Regions from separate parts of the Mus musculus genome. Here region 1 is linked to region 2. Evidence: chromatin contacts called from public Hi-C data. All regions are on one chromosome and are shown on one strand. Each heading gives the region's core, a stretch centred on a gene start, on an enhancer-like site or on the middle of the called end of the contact. The rest is flanking DNA. Distances are from core to core; before and after follow the strand shown. Region 1 holds the start of Gnai1 (guanine nucleotide binding protein (G protein), alpha inhibiting 1). Region 2 has its middle 190 kb from the start of Gnat3.

Evidence for each region. A called contact is a pair of places that touch in the nucleus more often than the background predicts.
Region 1: a Hi-C map of uterus shows a contact between it and region 2, with 3 times the contacts expected there. The contact joins the promoter of Gnai1 here to the enhancer-like site in region 2. A contact is called at or near these places in 1 of 39 promoter capture datasets (liver), 2 of 484 Hi-C or Micro-C datasets (forebrain and uterus) and 3 of 115 datasets of contacts at active chromatin or transcription factors (embryonic stem cells, kidney and stem cell-derived neural progenitor cells).

Annotation. Positions count from the first base shown.
Region 1 is chr5:18,357,914-18,361,760 of GRCm38.p6, reverse strand. Gnai1 (guanine nucleotide binding protein (G protein), alpha inhibiting 1) reads left to right here and starts at 1,348. Exons shown (of 8, transcript NM_010305.1): 1 at 1,348-1,709. The coding sequence starts at 1,592.
Region 2 is chr5:18,150,078-18,154,422 of GRCm38.p6, reverse strand. No RefSeq gene overlaps it. Among named protein-coding and RNA genes, the nearest start is that of Gnat3, 190 kb to the right of the region's middle. Within about 2 kb of position 2,177, at least 13 of the 459 cell types and tissues checked have an H3K27ac peak or open chromatin away from gene starts, as enhancers often do. A contact at or near this core is called in kidney and uterus, where this site is marked.

The DNA of each region.
Region 1 (3,847 bases), core at 99-2,598, 210 kb before region 2:
ATGGCTGCAAATGGCCCAGTCACATTAGATTTCATTAATTCTGGAATTCTTGATGAACTTTTGGAGTGTCAGGAAACACAAAGGAGGTAGAAGGTGACCGAGTACCCTAAAAGTGTGCGGGTTTTGTTCTATTTTGAAAGAATCCAACAAAAAGCGGAGGGAGTTCTTAAGATTGCTTATCTTGTGCCCCGCAGGTGTGACTCTAACAAAACGGAAACCTATAAGCTCTGCTTGCTCTGAGGGACCCAACCTGAAGCTAAATATTCAAATGGGAGCCAGAGACTAATTGCCTAATTTTTATCTCGTCGAGGAATGTATTTTCTTTGCTAGTGGCTTCATCATCTAATTCATCAACATTTCTCCTATAATCAGCAGTGCAACTGACAGGAGAGTCCAACCTTCCACCTATGCTCCTCCCCTCACGCTGGATGAAAAGCCATCTAGTCCTTGGCCTGCCCCTGGAAAGATGGACTGTAGTGTAGATCAACAGCTCATTTAAAAGCAAGGAAGCTAAGGCCTACAAAAAGAAATGCCATGCCTACTGGCACAGGAGTTACAACAGAGCCATAAACCATGGGTAGGCAGCTTGGCAAGACACTTACAAGTGCCCTAAAGGCGATCCATTACCACAGAGGCCGCAGACTTGTTTGTGTGTTTTACTGCTCACGCCATTTTAAAACAATTCTTTGATTCTTTGTCAAACGTTTCTGTCGGATTAGGAAGAAATTCCTTAGAAATGTGTTCCCTTATGAAAAGGGAGGTGAGCATAGATCAAAGGGAGAGCCAGAGGAAAAGAGAAAAGGCAAGGGAGGAAGTGAGCATTGGCAACCCCAAGACCCCAATTCCCGCTTGGTTGCTCCCCACTTCGGGTTTCGCAGGGCTCCATTTCTCGCTCATTTCGCTCTATTTCCCACGGTTCTTTACCTAAGCCTACACATTTTGTAAACCCTTGGGTGGCTGCAGGCTCCGGGCATGCTCAAATGCCCTGGACTGCCTTTCCTCACCCCTTGCTCGCAACTTTGGCAAGCGTCCCACTCGCGCTCTTAAGGGGCAGGTACCCACGGATCCCCCGCAGTGGTCTCCAAAGCGTGGGAGGGGGTTAGTGAGCTCCCAGGCGGAGCTGGAGAAGTCAGCGGCCGCACGGGGCACCTCGTGGGGGGACCTGCAGGAAAAGCTGGGCTCGGCGATCACGCGGGCGCGCGGCGGTCGGAGGGGGCGCTGTCCGACGGCACGTGCGCGGGCGGGCGTGAGCGCGCGCTGGGAGTGGTCGCGGGGCGGGCAGGGGCGGGGCCGCGGCGGCGCGCGGACGCCGAGCTCGCTCGGGCTGTGCGCGGCTGCGGCTCGGCCACGGGCAGCTGCGGTGGCGGCGGCGGCGGCGGCGGCGGCAGAGCCTAGCGGTCGCAGGGATTCGCGGGCGCGGATCGCGGAGTGTCGCCGGCAGGGACGGCCGCCCGAGGCGGCAGCGTGCGGACTAGCAGACCTCGCCTCCAGCTTGCGGGAGCTGAGGACGTAGCGGGGCCGCCTCCGGGCCAGCCTCTCCTCGCTCTGCCAGCCGGCCCCGGCGCCGAGGGCGCGGCGACGCTCGGCCACCATGGGCTGCACATTGAGCGCTGAGGACAAGGCGGCCGTGGAGCGCAGCAAGATGATCGACCGCAACCTCCGGGAGGACGGCGAGAAGGCGGCGCGGGAGGTCAAGCTGCTGCTGCTGGGTGAGCGCGGCCGTGGGGACGGGGCCCGGGCCGGGGGACAGCGGTGAGCGAGCGCGGCATCCCAGTCCCTCAACAGCGCAGGCGGCTTCTTGGCCGCGGCGGTGACTGTCGCGCGACCTCACTGGCAGCCCAGAGTGTGGCGGGGCGGCGGGACGCGTGGGAATCCGATCTTTGAAGTTGAGCTTTGCCCTCCCTAGATGAGGGACAATTCGGGACCACAAAGCCAAGCACCCCCTCTCCACGGAAACCCGGTGGTGAGAGGTGTCGTGCCGCGTTGCGCTTTGCCCACGCCTGGAAAGTGCCACGTTGGGTGGCCTCGGGGCTCTCTTTGTGGGTCCTCTTCCTCTGCGGGGTCTCAGTGATCTTCCTGTCAACTTCATATGGCGACTCAGTGAGTGGAAAAGAGCGCTGAGATTTTCCCTGCGTAAGGACTTGAGCTGCTCTGGAAGCTGGATTTTGCCTGGGTGGGGGATGGAAACCACCAAAGTTGGCTTACGTTTGCTCTCATAGTAGGAAGGGAAAGAGGCTTCGCGGGTGAAAACAGCCCTGACAGGTGCGAAAGGCTCCTCGACCACAGGGTCGTTCCTCCACTGCGGTGTTCGCTCCAGTGAGGTTTGACAGCTGCACACCATGCTTTCTTTCTTCATTCTTAACACTGTTTTGCTAATAGGCGACGTGAAGGTCTTTCTTCCAGTTTTTTTGAACGGAGGAAAAAAAAAAAAGAGTAGATCCGGATTTTGATTGAGCGATATAAGGAAAATATTCACAGGTTATGGTTTTTTTAGATCTGTGAGTCAGGGTTTTTCCTTTTGTTTGTTTTTCTCCCACACTGTAGGTATTTAGGCAGATGATAGATTTCTTAGAATCTTCGTTTGCACTTCCAGCGATTTGCTTGTGTTCTTCTCACAGTTGTGATAAAAGAGAAACATCGCTGCACAGATCTGCTTTTTAGTAAGCTCCCGTTTCATTGGTTTAACGACTGCAGAAAGATGGTGGTTATTTCCTTCTTTCTCCATTACTAGTAGGCTTAGAAGAAGCAAACTTGGCATGACTAAAAGTAATAATGATCTGAGTCATTTTGCAAGCAAACTGTGAAATAACTTTGCATTTTAAAGACCTGGGTGGTGTTTTTCACCCATCACAGCCTCCCCATAAATCTTTCTCTGTAAATAGGATTGACTGAGTTTTTATATTAAAAAGATACTGTCTTTCCATGAGATCGGCGTGTTTTTAGAATATTAGCCACAGAACCATGTAACTTACAATAAACATAAAATAAAGGGATTAGACAGTTCTTTCTCTGTGGCTTCAGAGCACCTGCTTGGAAGGTCTCCTTGGTTGTAATACTGTTCTCAGTTGGAGCTACCATCCACCACATTTAAAGCAGTTGTAAAATGAGCCCTCCCAGTGATAGTGGCAGCTTATCTTTTAATTAGACACCTATGAAAGATTTGAAAAATGGAATTTTTGCAAGCTTCAGAATGCAAGGTATCTCTTTTTATCACTGTTGACGATTTGAAGTTGATAATTCTTTGTTGTTCTCTGTGTGTGTGGAGGTATCCTGTGTGCTGTTGGATGTTTAGCAATGAAGTTGACCTCCACCCATTAGATGCTAATTGCTGCTCACCCTTTCTAATCTCCTAAAATGTTGCCAAACGCCCCCTGGAGGCAGAAATGTAACCTCTGCGGAGAACCACTGTTTTAGATTAATAATTAAATATAGTTGAGTGTGTAACATGCAGCTGAAGTTGATCTCTCTTACCATCTGTGGGGAGTTAATGAGAGATGTACCAGAGTCCTGATTTTCAGAAGAAATTATACAGTTCTTATTCCTCCAAACCAGTGCATGAGAAGGATTCTAAAGTTATAAACAAGCAAACAAAGAAACAGTGAAGGAATTCCTTTAAGTGTTGTTTCTAGCTTTGAGGTTTTGCTTTCATCTACAACTGTATTTTCTGTCGAGAATTCCAGCCCACCCCTGTCTTCCTGTGCACCACTTCATCCGACACCCTAGTTCCCATTTAAGAGAAAAAAAAAATCCTTGTGTACTTATTTCGCAAATCTTAATTCTTGTAATAGTTGAAAATTTTTTCCCCAAGTCAGACTTAGCAGTGAACTATGACCTTTAGTCCAAATTT
Region 2 (4,345 bases), core at 928-3,427:
CTTCTGCCAGCCTTGCCACCTGCATATTTACTGAATACCTTATTTTCTACCTTACTACCCCGATTTATGTGGCTTCTGACCAAAAAAGATTATTTTGCAGCAAAACCAATGACTCGTATGCACAAGACTGATTAGTCTTTCTATGGACAACATCACGAAGAAGCCATTGTCTGAAGAAAGATGGAGGACAGCTTATGAAACAACAATGAATTGCTGGTTGTGAGGACAATCAAAGTCAAGGCTTACAAATGAAACCTTGGAAGTGTGAGGGACTACCTTACAATGAATAGTGCTTGCTCAGGTAGCAACAAGCAGCATTAGCATCTGAAATGTGATGTGTGCATCTGACCATTGGAGGCTGGAGTGCGGAGTCCCTTCCCAAGGATATCAGTTTTGTACTCCCTGAAAAATTTCTTCCCCAGTTCCAGAATGTTGAACTCTGCTGGATTCATGTGCTGGTTCTGTTCTAGAGATGGAGAGTTCCCCAAGTGTACTTTGAGCTCCTCAGATCACTGACCCTAGGGAGTAAATGTCTGTCTGTATGATGATTAATCCAGATTCTCTGGGGAATATGAGGCACTGTTTCTCTTCTTCATGTTGCTGCTGACATCTTTGGCAACACTTGGGTACATTTGGGTCACCAAACTAGTTAAAGAAAAACAGTGAAACCCAATTTGCTAACTGAGAGAGCAGAAACTAGTTGGGGGTATGTAGAAAATGTAGAATCCAATTGCAACCTTATCCCGAGTTTGCCATTGTTCTCTGTGTGTATGCATATTTGTATATGTGTATATATATATGTATATATTTATACATACATACACACACATGTATATTGTACATGACTGAAGAAAAATGTTAAATGCTAAATTTAAAATAGTAAAATGCTAAGTTTAAAATTATATCAATCAGGACTCATGAAACTACATTCTCTATAAAAGAACTTAAACAATTAAGCATTCCAGTATGCCATTTTAAAAATTATCACTATTTAAATATCTCTGTAACATTAGTAGGTAGCTTAGGTGTTTGTGTTTGAATTTATAATCACACTTTACCTGCCTATGATTTTATACATTGTGTGCTATGGCTGGTGGCCATACATACAGTGTGTTTATACACTATCAAGAGGAGATTTCTTGTGAAAGATGCAGGCATTTTCTCCCCTGCTTCATTCCTATTTGGGGTTAGAGTGGGAATCACACCTGGGGCTTCACACAGATGAGGCAAGTAGATAACCATTGAGCTTCAGGCCCGGATCATCTTCCTTACATTGCTGTGCTTTGATTTTATGACTAAATTAGATTTTTACTGTTTTTTGTTATCTTCTTGCAGGTGAAATAAAGTCATTGGCACATTTCCAAAAGAACTGCTGGAAGTCCTCAACGGTTCCCTCCAAGATCTATGGGCACAAACATAAATGCTGGCAGTGGGAGAAATGGCAGCGTTCTCCTTGTTTAGGGGAGCTGTGGTCTGTGTTCATGCTGCATTCTCTATGCTTTCTCTGAAGAGCTTTCCCAGGGTGTTGCAGAGCCCGAGGACCTCCGGTCGTCAAGCCAAGAACAAATTGTGAAGTGGTTTCTGAACTCATCTCCTACTAAGATATTGTTCATCTTAGTTTGACAAAACACATAACCTGAGCCAAAAAAAAAAATTGTACTTCCTTAAATAATACCTCTTGTAATCATAGCCTCCCTTTGACCGGGACACTGCATCTTACATCTTGGATTAAGTTTCTGAAATACTCCTTTTTAAAAAGTAATAGTTTTATAAAGACGTAAAAGGAATCTCTCTCTCTCTCTCTCTCTCTCTCTCTCTCTCTCTCTCTTTCTCCCCCCCCCCCTTCTCTCTTAGCTGTAGCAAAGTTACTGCTTTTCTGTTAAAGTCTTGTAGGAGACTGACCCTGCCACAGATTTCTGGGAAGTCTCAGAGCTACATGAACTAGGTCAGTAATTGGGATGAGCTTGCCAGGAAAAGATGCTGGGTAGATATGGGTGAGAGGAAAAGGCCCATGAAAGACATCAAGTAAGGCAAACAACAGCTGCAGCTGCAAATCCAAAAGCAATCCATATCTCTGCGTGAGAGTTTGTTCCTCTGCCTTCCTAGCATCAGTGTGCACACAAACAATGTTGATAAGAGCAGACAGAATCATTTATATCCTAATGGGGTTTGCACTTTTACTCATGAGTGAGCAAAATATGGGCATGGAACACATCTGAAACATGGTGCTATGGCTGATATCTTAGTCTTACTATCAAAGCCATAAATGGTATAAACTACCCTCTCTTAGGGGCAATCCCAAAGCCCAGCTGTCAGTGTTATACAGCAGCAGCAGGAGGAGGGGGCGTTTTGTGATCTGTCTGCTATGAGCAACCCTAGAAGGCAAACCCCAGACCTACTGCACAATATCATTTACTACATTCATCTTCTCAGAGAGGCAGAATTGTTTGAGCTGACACACAGGGCTGTTGTTGACAAAGAGAAGGGAAAGAGGACAGCGAATAAAGACACCTTGTGCTCTAGGGAAGAGCCACAGCTGCAATCCTTCCTACTGTAGGCAGCATCAGGAACCATCTCTAAATTCTGACTCTCTGCATCTGATTTGAGATTTGAGGTCTAGTGCTGTTTTTGTTTGTTCGTTTATTTGTTTGTTTGTCTGTCATAGTTTGCTTTTTGATTTCTTCCCTAGTGCAATTTAAAAATTATATCCCCTCCCTGCAATGGACAAAGAGACACCTTGGTGGTGGTGTTATATACCAGTCAGGGGCAGGGCAGATGGCAGTCCTTTGTTCATCCTAGATTGATGCCTGGCTTGGTGGCCAAAGCCTAGCATTCATAAAAGTTAAATCAACTCAAATCACATCCAAGCAGCACAACAAAGGAGGAGGAAGACAGACACAGACCTGTGGATCACCATCTCACCCACAGACCTGCTCTCCAGTGAATGGCACAGGCAGGTCATAGCTACCTCTTGACACCACACCACCCAGCATAGATGAAGGGTGTCATCCAGGGGCCCACCAAGCAGCATGGCCAGCCTTCAAAATCTATATTATCTGCAAACAGTTAGGATGTACAGAAGGGTCAGTCCTAATGTTCCAAAGCTGCAGTATCTCCATGACACAGCCCCCCTTGACCTTCGTACTGGACATACTGCCTACTGCCTGAGACCCTGATCCCCAGAGTCTCCTCACCCTGAGATCGCCAGTGTGCAACAGCAACAATCAGGGGCAGGGGCCCCACAGTTTGTCATTCTTGTCAAAAATAATATAAATGCCCAGATCTTTATGTTAGATATTCTGGCATAAATTATCTTTATTTCGGCACAATATATATATTTTAAAGTACTTACATTAAGAAAACAATATTGAAATAAGGTAGATGCAAAAGAAAATATATTTTAAATTTAATATTCTTTGTGTGTGTGTGTACATATACATTTATGGCACATATATAGTATCTGCATGTTCACATATGTAAATATGTATATCTATAGCTGGTATCTTTACTGTTCTTGACCTTATTTTTTTGAAACAGGGCCTCTCAATGAACATGAAGCTCATTTATTCCACTAGACTAGCCAAAAAGTTCCAATGACCTGTTTGTCTCCCTAGCACTATATCTGTATCCCTAGCACTGGCATGAAAGGCATGTCCCACTGCACCTAGCTTGTTACCTGGGTGCTAGGGGTCCAAAGTCAGGTATGAATTCTTAGTTTTAAATCCTTTATTAGCTGGACAACCTCTCCTCGCCATATTTGATATTTTTGAGGGAATGTGTTAGTTTCCACTTGTTTGAATAACACCCATCAGCAGAAGAGTCATTGTTATGGTGACAACAAAAACATCTCCAATCACATACATTACCCTGTGTAAGTCTTCCACACTTAAAGTATTGTTAAAATAAGGTGCTTAAGCTTTAAGTGAAAAATCAAGCATTCAAAGGGTTATGAGATTGCTGAATGGGTTTTGAGAATGCTGAGAGACAAAGACAGACATTGCTATTCTGTATGAGTGAACTAAAGAAAGGAAAATTGTGCATTTTAGAAGATGAAGCCTGACTAATTCGTAGTGGCAGGAATTTGCCCCAAGTGTAACTAGAAAATGTGTTTCTCAGCCCCTCATCTATTTCTTATAGATAAGTGTTATAGAGTGTTGTCTTGATGTCAGCTCACCACAGATTTTCCAGTATGGTGGAACTATGTATGAAAATCCCTCAAGAGACTGCTTTCTAAAGTAAAACAAAATAAAAACCAAGAATTTTAATTTGCACACACTCAAAGTGAAGAATACAACTCGTACTTCTGCTCCCCACCCTTAACTTTCCCTATTTTAACACTTTTGTA